2 separate regions of the Dromaius novaehollandiae genome follow, and region 1 is linked to region 2. A link is a contact called in public Hi-C data. All regions are on one chromosome and are shown on one strand. Each heading gives the region's core, a stretch centred on a gene start, on an enhancer-like site or on the middle of the called end of the contact. The rest is flanking DNA. Distances are from core to core; before and after follow the strand shown.

Region 1 (4,380 bases), core at 1,102-3,601, 180 kb after region 2:
CCCAGCAATGCAGCCTCTGCTTCTGCGGAGCATTTCTGCAAAGGGCCTCTAAATACGCTGACAACCCCTCTATCTGCAACATCACTAGGGACAATTCTGCCCATCTGAGAGCTTAACGTATAGAGGAACATCTGTTCAGATGGCTTGTCCGGTATTACAGAGTAGACTAACAGGGAAACTAGAGGTAGAGACCTGATCCTTACTTTCAATCCTCTACCTTCCCAGTTAGACACATCTTCCTTCCATTTCTTGCAGAGCACCTTCACACCTGCCTTTGAAGCTGGACAGTCAGATGTGAAAAATGATGCTGGAAGCACAGGTTCAATATGCTGCAGAGAAGTACGACGCTGATCCATTTTGCTGCACAAGTACCCAGACCTGGTGATGAGGCCCAGGCAGCTGGATACAAAAGGCAACGCAGATTTTCAAGAGAACAAGCTCACATCTGAGGTGGAATTTAACTTCTATCTATCATATGCAAAAGCTCCTAGAACAGCATTTAAAACTACATCAGCCCAACAGACAACTGCTTAACACACCGTCTTAAGCATTTTATTCTATCCATCTCATCCAAAGCAATTATCTCACATTTCAGTATTTACATACCTGAAGAAGTCAATTTACCCAAGCACCACCACCCTCTTCAAAGTGCAGAGCATTCCACCACCTACAGCACAATCTCAGACAAATCTCAGCCTCAAAAAAAAAAAAAAAAAAAAAAAAAAAAAAAAACCACCACACACGCTTGCTTTTAGTGCAAGCCTTGGAACACCAATTAAAACCTGCACAAGTTTAGTGACAGTTCCGAAGTCTCAGAAAATGGGTTTTCATCACGAAAACGCTGGTGCGTCTACAGCTAGAGCAAACAGCAACGCTGTAATTTTGCGATCTTTCCAACATCCTAAAGAGTAATTCTAATAAGGTGTCACCCCTGCCTCACGTTTGTTATTATCCTGAAGAATGAAAAAGGCAGTTTACTTCAGCGCTGCCAGGGCGTCGGTAATAAGGGCACAGTGATCTCACGATAACTGAGGCGTTTTAAGCAAGGCACCCGCCGCATTACAAAAATAGCCTGCTCCACAAAAGGAGAGGCATGATTTCACACTTCGCGTCGTTCATGACAGCCAGCGTCTTCGCAGCTAACCGCCTTTGCCTACACGCGACGTTTTAATGATCCAAGAAACTGCTATCGGAGTTAACATCTCCCTCCGAACCTATAAAAAAACAGGGGAAAAGGGAAGAAAAAAAAAAACCCACCGCGCACGGCGGGGCAGAGCGGTGCCTGCAGGGGCCGGAGGCGGCGGGAGCCCCCGGTACTTAACCGCGCTCAGCGCGAAGGGCGCCGGGGGCTGCGCGCACGCTGCGCGCTGCCGCCGCCTCCCGCGCTGCGCGGCCGCACACGCACACACACATATGCACACACACACGCGCACACGCACGCACACATATGCACACACACACGCACACACACACATGCACACTTCGGCGCCTTTGGCGCACTCCCCGCCCCGCGCAAACAGCCGCGCAGCGCGGGAGGCACCGAACCGGCCCGGGACCCCCCGCGCACCCGCGGCCGCCTCGCGCAGCACCGCGAACAGGCGCACTCACCTCGCCGCCGCGCAACTTTCGCGGGTCGCCGCTCGCTGCAGCCGGGCGGGGGGCGGAGCGGGGGGGGGGGGGGAGAAGCTTGTTGTGGCTTTTTGGAGGGGAAGGGGGGCTGCTCTGGTTGCTGCTGCTCTTGTTTCGGAAATTCTTATTAATATTTCTCTGCGGTCAGAAACCTACAGCCGCCCTCCCCCCCCAAAAAAGGGGGAAAAGAAAAAAGCCACCCAAACGCAGCCGCTCATCACATGGCGATTGCTTTGAACCAGCTGCTTCCAGAGCCAAAGTCTTGCGGAGAAAAATAAAGGGGGAAGGGCGGGCGGGGGGCCGGAGGAGGAGAGAAACCCGCAGCGGAGGAGGCGGGGGGCGCAGCAGGCGCTGCCGGAGCGGCACCCGGGGCCGGCGGCGGCCGCGCACGGCGGTGGCAGCTCGGTGCCCCCTGGCCGCCCGGCGGAGCGGGAGGAGGAGGAGGAAAAGGAGGAGGAGGACGTGGAGGCGGCGGTGCTGCCGCTGCCGCTGCTGCCCCCGCTCTGCGGGCTGCCCGCGCCCCGCCGCCGCCTCGCGCGCGCCCCGGCGCAACGCCGCCTCCTCCCCTCAATCGCTACATTGTTGACATTCGCAGGCTGACATCATCCTCCCCGCCCCGCCGCCCCGCTCCATTCACAACAACGCTACGCCAACGGCGCAGCGCCCGCTCCCTCGGCGGCCGCGGCCCCTACGCACGGAAAGCGGCGTACGGCCGCTCCGCGAATAGCGGCGCCGCTTGACATTCCACCCGCCCCGCCCCGCCCCTCCCCGCCGGCGGGAGGCGGGAGGCGCATGCGCGGCGCGGGCTCGGCCCCCTCCCTCCCTCCGGCGCTTTCCCAGCGCGGCCGGCGGGAGCGGGTGTGTGTCTGTGTGTGTGTGTGCGTGCGTGCCTGCGCGCGTGCCGGCCCCCGTGTTTGGCCTCGCGCCGCCGGCCGCGGGGGGCTCTGGGAGTCGTAGTTCGCCGCGAGGGGCCGTTGGGGGCGGCGCGCAGCCTCGCCGACAGCCATGGCGGCGGGGGCGGCCGGCGGCGGCGTGAGGTGTGGTGTGCGCGAAGCGCCTCTCCGGGGGCAGGTCGGGGCCCGGGGGCAGGTCGGGGCCCGGGGGAGAGGCGTCGCGGTGCCCCACGGCGGGGAGCCGGGCCCGGCGCTGCGGCCGGCAGGTTTGACGGGCAGGGCAGAAAATACCCCCTCGCTCATGCTCCAGCGTGACATTGGCGTCTCGGCGCTGATCCTGGTGATATTTTACGCGCTCCGCCCCCGGAGAAACCTCATCCTACTTACACTGCCAACCGCAAGCGTCCAGCAATCGTGAGTCAGCCCTGCCAAACATCGCAAGCAGAGATAAGTGCTCCCGAGATTAATAAACGAAAATAGCCCCCCGACAGTCTTCCCAGCACAGGATCACGATTTGTCCTTTGCCTCGTCTCGGAGGGTGCAAGGTGCGTGGTTTCCAGCCCTTTCCCCATCCCAAAGCCTGGCACCGTGGTTCCTTTTACGAATCGGAAAGCTGGGGATTCCTACGAGTTACCTTGATTCCAGCAGCCAGTGCTTTTGAGAAAGACCCCAAATGTCATGAGACATGAAATGCAATTGTGAGAGTTGGTAAATGACTAAACTGAATTGTATAAGCCCAAGTTATTCAACCGGGTTAGGACAGAAAAACATAAAGATGAAAGAGTGCTGATAAAACGGAAAGTTAGAAAATAAATGATTCACAATGGGGGCTGTGAGTGAGATTATCTCTGGAGGCATCTCTAATTAAAGGGCATTGGATAACTAGAGGGTTACATTTTCTTGGGTCAGTGGTCTTGAAAAAGAAATTGCAGTTGCAGTAAATGTCAATAAAAAATGATGGTGACCTACTGCTAGCAAAAGCATATTTAGTAATTAATGTATATGTTTGGGTTTTTTTTCTGTGCTTATGTCAGTTTTTATCGTGTATTTTCATTCCCTTTCCCCCCCTTTCACTATAGACAGGTGACGCACGGTGTTTTACAAATCTTCTTTCAGCGAGGAGCAGTTTCAATGAAGTCATTTCACTGATGTCTTCTTCTGAATTATGGCTTCTGCATCGGGCTACCTGCATTTTCAAAGTCTAGCTGACTACGGAAAGCTATGCAAATACTGCATATCAACACAGAAACAACTTTTCATATCTAATGTCAGACACATTGTCACTTTTCAAAAGCTTAGTTCTCCCTTGGCTTGCATTTAGCATGGCTGTATGCTTGTGTAAAGTGAAAAGCATTCTCAGTTAGTAGCATTTTACACCTACTTTTCATAGCTACATGTGGCTGCATAATAGCACTCCACTGGAGAATTTGACTCATAAACTTATATTTCCTTTTCCAAGTAATGCTTATATAAAACCTTGCTCACAAGTGCCATTTAGGTTCTGGTTTCTCAGACATATGTAGCATTAAGCACATCAAAAGTCCTACAGTATGTAAGGGGATTTGTCTTGTGTTGAAAAGCTGGCAAGGCTGAGTCTCGTTGCCTTGCTTGTCCTAGAGACACAAAAATAATTTTTTATTGGGACGAGATAAAAATACTACATTCAGAAGGACTGAGAGATAAAAATAAAAGGCATGCAGCATTTGTAATGCTTTAGTTAGCACTTTGCATGCCCATTATACCACTGCATTCAAAGTGCACATATTCTGTTATTTACAACACACTGCAGGAGGTAAAGCCGCAAGTGAGTCAAAGTTGGTCAAACAGAAAACAAAAAAGTCTGTATAAACCTCTGTCC
Region 2 (4,308 bases), core at 1,272-3,771:
TTTTACATAATATCTTTCATTGAATAGAAATACTAAGCACTAAAGACTCAGCTTAGGTAACTCAGTACTGCTCCAGCTGATTTCTGGTAGAGCAATTTTGGTTTACCTTGCTAAGGCTCTGGCTTACAGGACTTTGTTAATGGACAACAGACCATTAGAGAAAGGCTGGCTGCCTATCACTTAACACGGAGGGTTTTGGACTCTCATTGAAGGTTATTTGCCTACAATATCCTCAATGGTCCACTTGCATTAGCTCTGCCTTTATGAAAATTTCCTTTGAAAAGTGAGTCATTAAGCCAGTGATGAATTCTTTTGAAATATAAATGAAAGATGCATTGAATGCAATTCTCTAGATAATAATAGTTCTTGGAAAACTCAACCTCTTACCTTCTCCTACCCTTGTTTATTCCTTTCCCAAGAAAACTCGGTCATCAAAGTAGACTAAGTTGAGATTTCTTTTTAAGTGATCCAGTAGTACACTATTTTTTACAAGTTATCTAGTAGAAAAAACCCACAGATACCTATTGAAAAAAATGAATATCAAGAAAAGTAGGTAGTGCTGAAATTTCCATTCCTAAGTAGGTTAACAGATTGACAGACTACTTCCTTCTCAACAATTCATTATTTCAGGACTTATTGTTTTGTTGTTGCTATTTTAAGCAAGATTGTCAGAATCTGTCTGCGAACAGCAGAGTGTAAGTCTTCTCTATAGTATTATACCCCAATAACTGATTTTTAACAACCATTGGAGGCCTGAGGGAGCTGGGCGAAAAGGATAACATAAATGAAACAAGCTACGATGTTAAACAGTTCTGTAAAACCCCAGCAGCTCAAACAACCGTCCCATTCCTGTAAATGTGTAACGTTGTGATCAGGACACTTGAAATTGCACTTGCTTCTTCTATCACAAAGTGTTTAGAAAGACAAATCTCAGAACCGTCTAGGTGGCTCCTCTAAAAGAAAGAAAAATGAACAGCAAAGATGTCCTGGAAAGGACTGGTCAGCGGTGCTACAGGGACTGTCACCTCCTTGGACACTCACTGGTGCTGTCTGCACCCTGCAATGGGACACGGTGACCAGCCACAGAGCTGGGCCACTGTCACCCCCACTGCAGTCGTATTGAGCCACAGCACACCAGCCCCAAATCACATTTCCAGCCCTGAACAACTTGGGCATGTACTCCTGCATGGCACCGACCTGCAGGAAAGCCAACTTCCCCAAAAAAGTGGATAGAAGAAACCTTTCACCTACTTCACACACAACCAATTTACCAGCAGATGATGTTCTGTGACATTAATTCTGGCACTGATAACACTCTGGGACCCAAATCAAGACCAACAGGGTCCAAACTCCAGGGGAACTCAGAAGCTGCGTGAGATAACAGAGGGCCAGAGTCCAGCAGGCTCACTCCCACCAAGCCACTCCACGGAAACGAAAACCCACACACCACAGAAGAGCCCAACCGGCTCTCTGGAGGGTTGAGTGCCCGAATGTGGCCCCTTGGCGCATCACCCAGCTACCTTATCAGGTGCTTTCTGAAGAAAAACCCAGCAAGCACTGTGTGTTCTGATACGGCAAGGGAGGAGAGACCAGTCTGAACAGCGGTTAGGATAACAAAGGCAAACTAAGAGTTTCATGAATGGAGAGAGATTCAATGTAAAGCTTAAACAGAGGCAAATGACAGAAAGCAGTACATTGCAGAATGCTGTATGTCTCTCCCGTTGTTTTAACGGCAGCCAAGGTGCTAAAACCAGGTAGAGTGACTTATAAAAGAACTTGCTGCTGCCTCATTTAACATATCCTACACTGAAGTTTCCACAGTAGCTATCCTGCAGGATTGCAGGCTACATACCCCAAGTTACTGCATAATACATTGTTTAATGAGACTGCAATGTCTTTTCGTACATTGGCAACAACTTTTACAAATTCAATCGTAAAACAAAATCTGAACTGAAGCTTTGATGTGATGTTTATCTTTACATTGCTCAGGAGAACACAATATCACCTTATGGAGCAGTCATTTCCTCACCCTCTTTTGACCTCCTAGCAGTTCTAATCAAAATGCCCTGCAAAAGTGCACAAGTGTCACCAGCAGTCCCAGAGAGAAAACTTGCTCGGCATAGTGCAGAAAATCTTCCAAGGAGGAAACCAGCAGCAAAACCTGGAGTGGAGCAAACCCCTCCCAGTTCTGCCCCAACCCTGAACACATCTGTCAGCAGTGGCGTGCTGAGACTGACCCCTGCAGCCCACTCGTTTGCTCCTTCCATGAACGTTCCTTCTTTCATCCACGCTCTCCTGCACACATACACAGACTTTCGGGGGAAATTGTCAATGGTCCCCTATATCCTTCTCATTTGACTCTTTTCAGGCCTGCTTCTGCTGCAGCATCTCCACACAATTAGCCAATTACGACAGCTAATTAGTCATCAAAACCCAAAAGGCTGGCCTCCTGCCCTCTCCACTGTACCACGCTGCGCATTAGCCCTTGCTGAGCAAGCAGCACACAGCGGCGGAAATCCGGCCTTCTCTCCTCAACCCACTCCCTGCTCTCTTTCACTCCTCATAAATGCAGCACTTCATAAGAGGGCCAGACTGCCAATAACCTTGGTATTTCCAGGCAGCACAGCTGCGTGTGGCAGCTTCAGGGCTTCTATAGTGAGGTGCTACGCAGAATATCCCAGACTTCCACGGAGACTCCTCTCCCCTGCCTTCATTTTCTCTCTTGGCATCTCCCCAGCTTGGTACATAGGGGCAAACAAGACTACCAGCACAGCACAATAGGGATTAGGATGCCAGAGGCTCTCCAGGCTGTTCAGCCCTCCCTTACAGCTAAGCAGGAAAACGCCGAACTAAAGGAATCACACATGTCTGTCCTGAAAGGCATCTTCCAGAGCCTGGGACGTGGTAAGAAAAAAGAGCAAGGGATGAATAAAGTTGTGCCTGCTCCTATCTCTTTTCAGCCCTATCTCAAAACTAAGCCCACTTGGTTCAATCCTGGGCACTCACAGGACTTGAAACCCCCAGACTAGCACTAACTGCTCCCCACTCTAAAACAGAAGTCATCAGCGGAGCATTTGAGGTTTCCTAGAGAAGACAGACATGTGATTTCACCTTGATGTTCACACAGCTCCCTAATGGAGTTCTGTGAAAACATCCGTTCCTTTTTCCTGCTTCTGTGCTCTACAGCACATCTCAATGAATTAAGTATTCTCTCAAATTAGTCACTTCACACAGACAGTATTTTCAATCACAGTTAACCAGTTATCACCGCAGCATTTCCACCCGGCCCACCTCTAGTTCTAAAGCAGGCCTTCCTTCTCCTCTCTCTCACAGGAGAGCTACATAGAAATTCACAGTTTGCTCTTCAGTCATAGGCTGTCCCCTTCATGTTCCCCTACCGGTCCTGTAAACTAAGGGATAGCTTCGCTCAGAAACAGCTTGTGCAACTGTGTGCTAGAGCACTCCCACGAGTGAAGTGGGGTCAGTCAGGAAATACCATCTCAGTTGTCAGTGAACAGGGAGGAAAAACCCATTACCTGCCAGTAAAGACACACACACACACACACACACACACACACACACACACACACACACACACACACACGACTTGAGTACTATTTCCAGAGCTGAGGGTAACCAGCTACACAACTCTGTCCAAGTCATTTCACACCTCTGCCTCCTCCCACTCTGTCTGTCTCCTCTGCCTAGCCTGTAAGCAGTTTGAAGCAAGGGCTCTTCCACGGTTTGGACTGCCCAACGCTCAGCGTCACTGAAGGCACAGCTTCGGGTTGCTATAACATAACAACAAAAAGCAGAACTGGAACCACCTCAGCAAACTAAGGGTGAAAAATGGTGCTTTGTGTCCCCTCAGGTAGGTAAAGAGAGAGAGGCAAAGAGGACACTGTTAGCATTCCTAAGCACATAAATTTGCCCTCATCACTCAGCAGCTTGCTATTGCTTAATACTGAAATTTTGATAAGTGCCAAACATTTGGGAGGTCAAACAGCTATTTATGCAAAGTGAACCACACGCAGTCAGCTGACGAGGGAATAAATAGAAATTACTCTTTGCCTCTATAAACAAAGCAAGGCCTGGGAAAACGCCAAGTCACTTGAGAGAACAAAAGGGGTGATTAAATCGGATCACAACGACTGTCATATATGTACTTATCTTAAATCCCTACCTCATGCCCTCTGTCTTGCACAGGACATGATTCACTGTCTGCTTCTGAGAATGACCCAGACTCATCGCTGGAGTTTGTTCCATAGGATGGCTCACATTTAATCTGGGCTCGCACCGGGTTGTACA

Evidence for each region. Hi-C and Micro-C count contacts between places; a contact is called where the count stands out from the background.
Region 1: a contact with region 2 is called in a Hi-C map of ovary, with 2.4 times the contacts expected there. The contact joins the promoter of BACH2 here to the enhancer-like site in region 2. A contact is called at or near these places in 3 of 4 Hi-C or Micro-C datasets (brain, liver and ovary).

The regions. Positions count from the first base shown.
Region 1 is chr3:41,691,567-41,695,946 of bDroNov1.hap1, forward strand. It overlaps BACH2 (BTB domain and CNC homolog 2), which reads right to left and starts at 2,352. Exons shown (of 7, transcript XM_064508786.1): 1 at 1,609-2,352. It overlaps LOC135327842 (a long non-coding RNA gene), which reads left to right and starts at 2,564. Exons shown (of 3, transcript XR_010388286.1): 1 at 2,564-3,067.
Region 2 is chr3:41,512,375-41,516,682 of bDroNov1.hap1, forward strand. BACH2 (BTB domain and CNC homolog 2) reads right to left here. Exons shown (of 7, transcript XM_064508786.1): 5 at 4,184-4,308. Among named protein-coding and RNA genes, the nearest start is that of GJA10, 31 kb to the left of the region's middle. Within about 2 kb of position 2,522, at least 2 of the 2 cell types and tissues checked have open chromatin away from gene starts, as enhancers often do.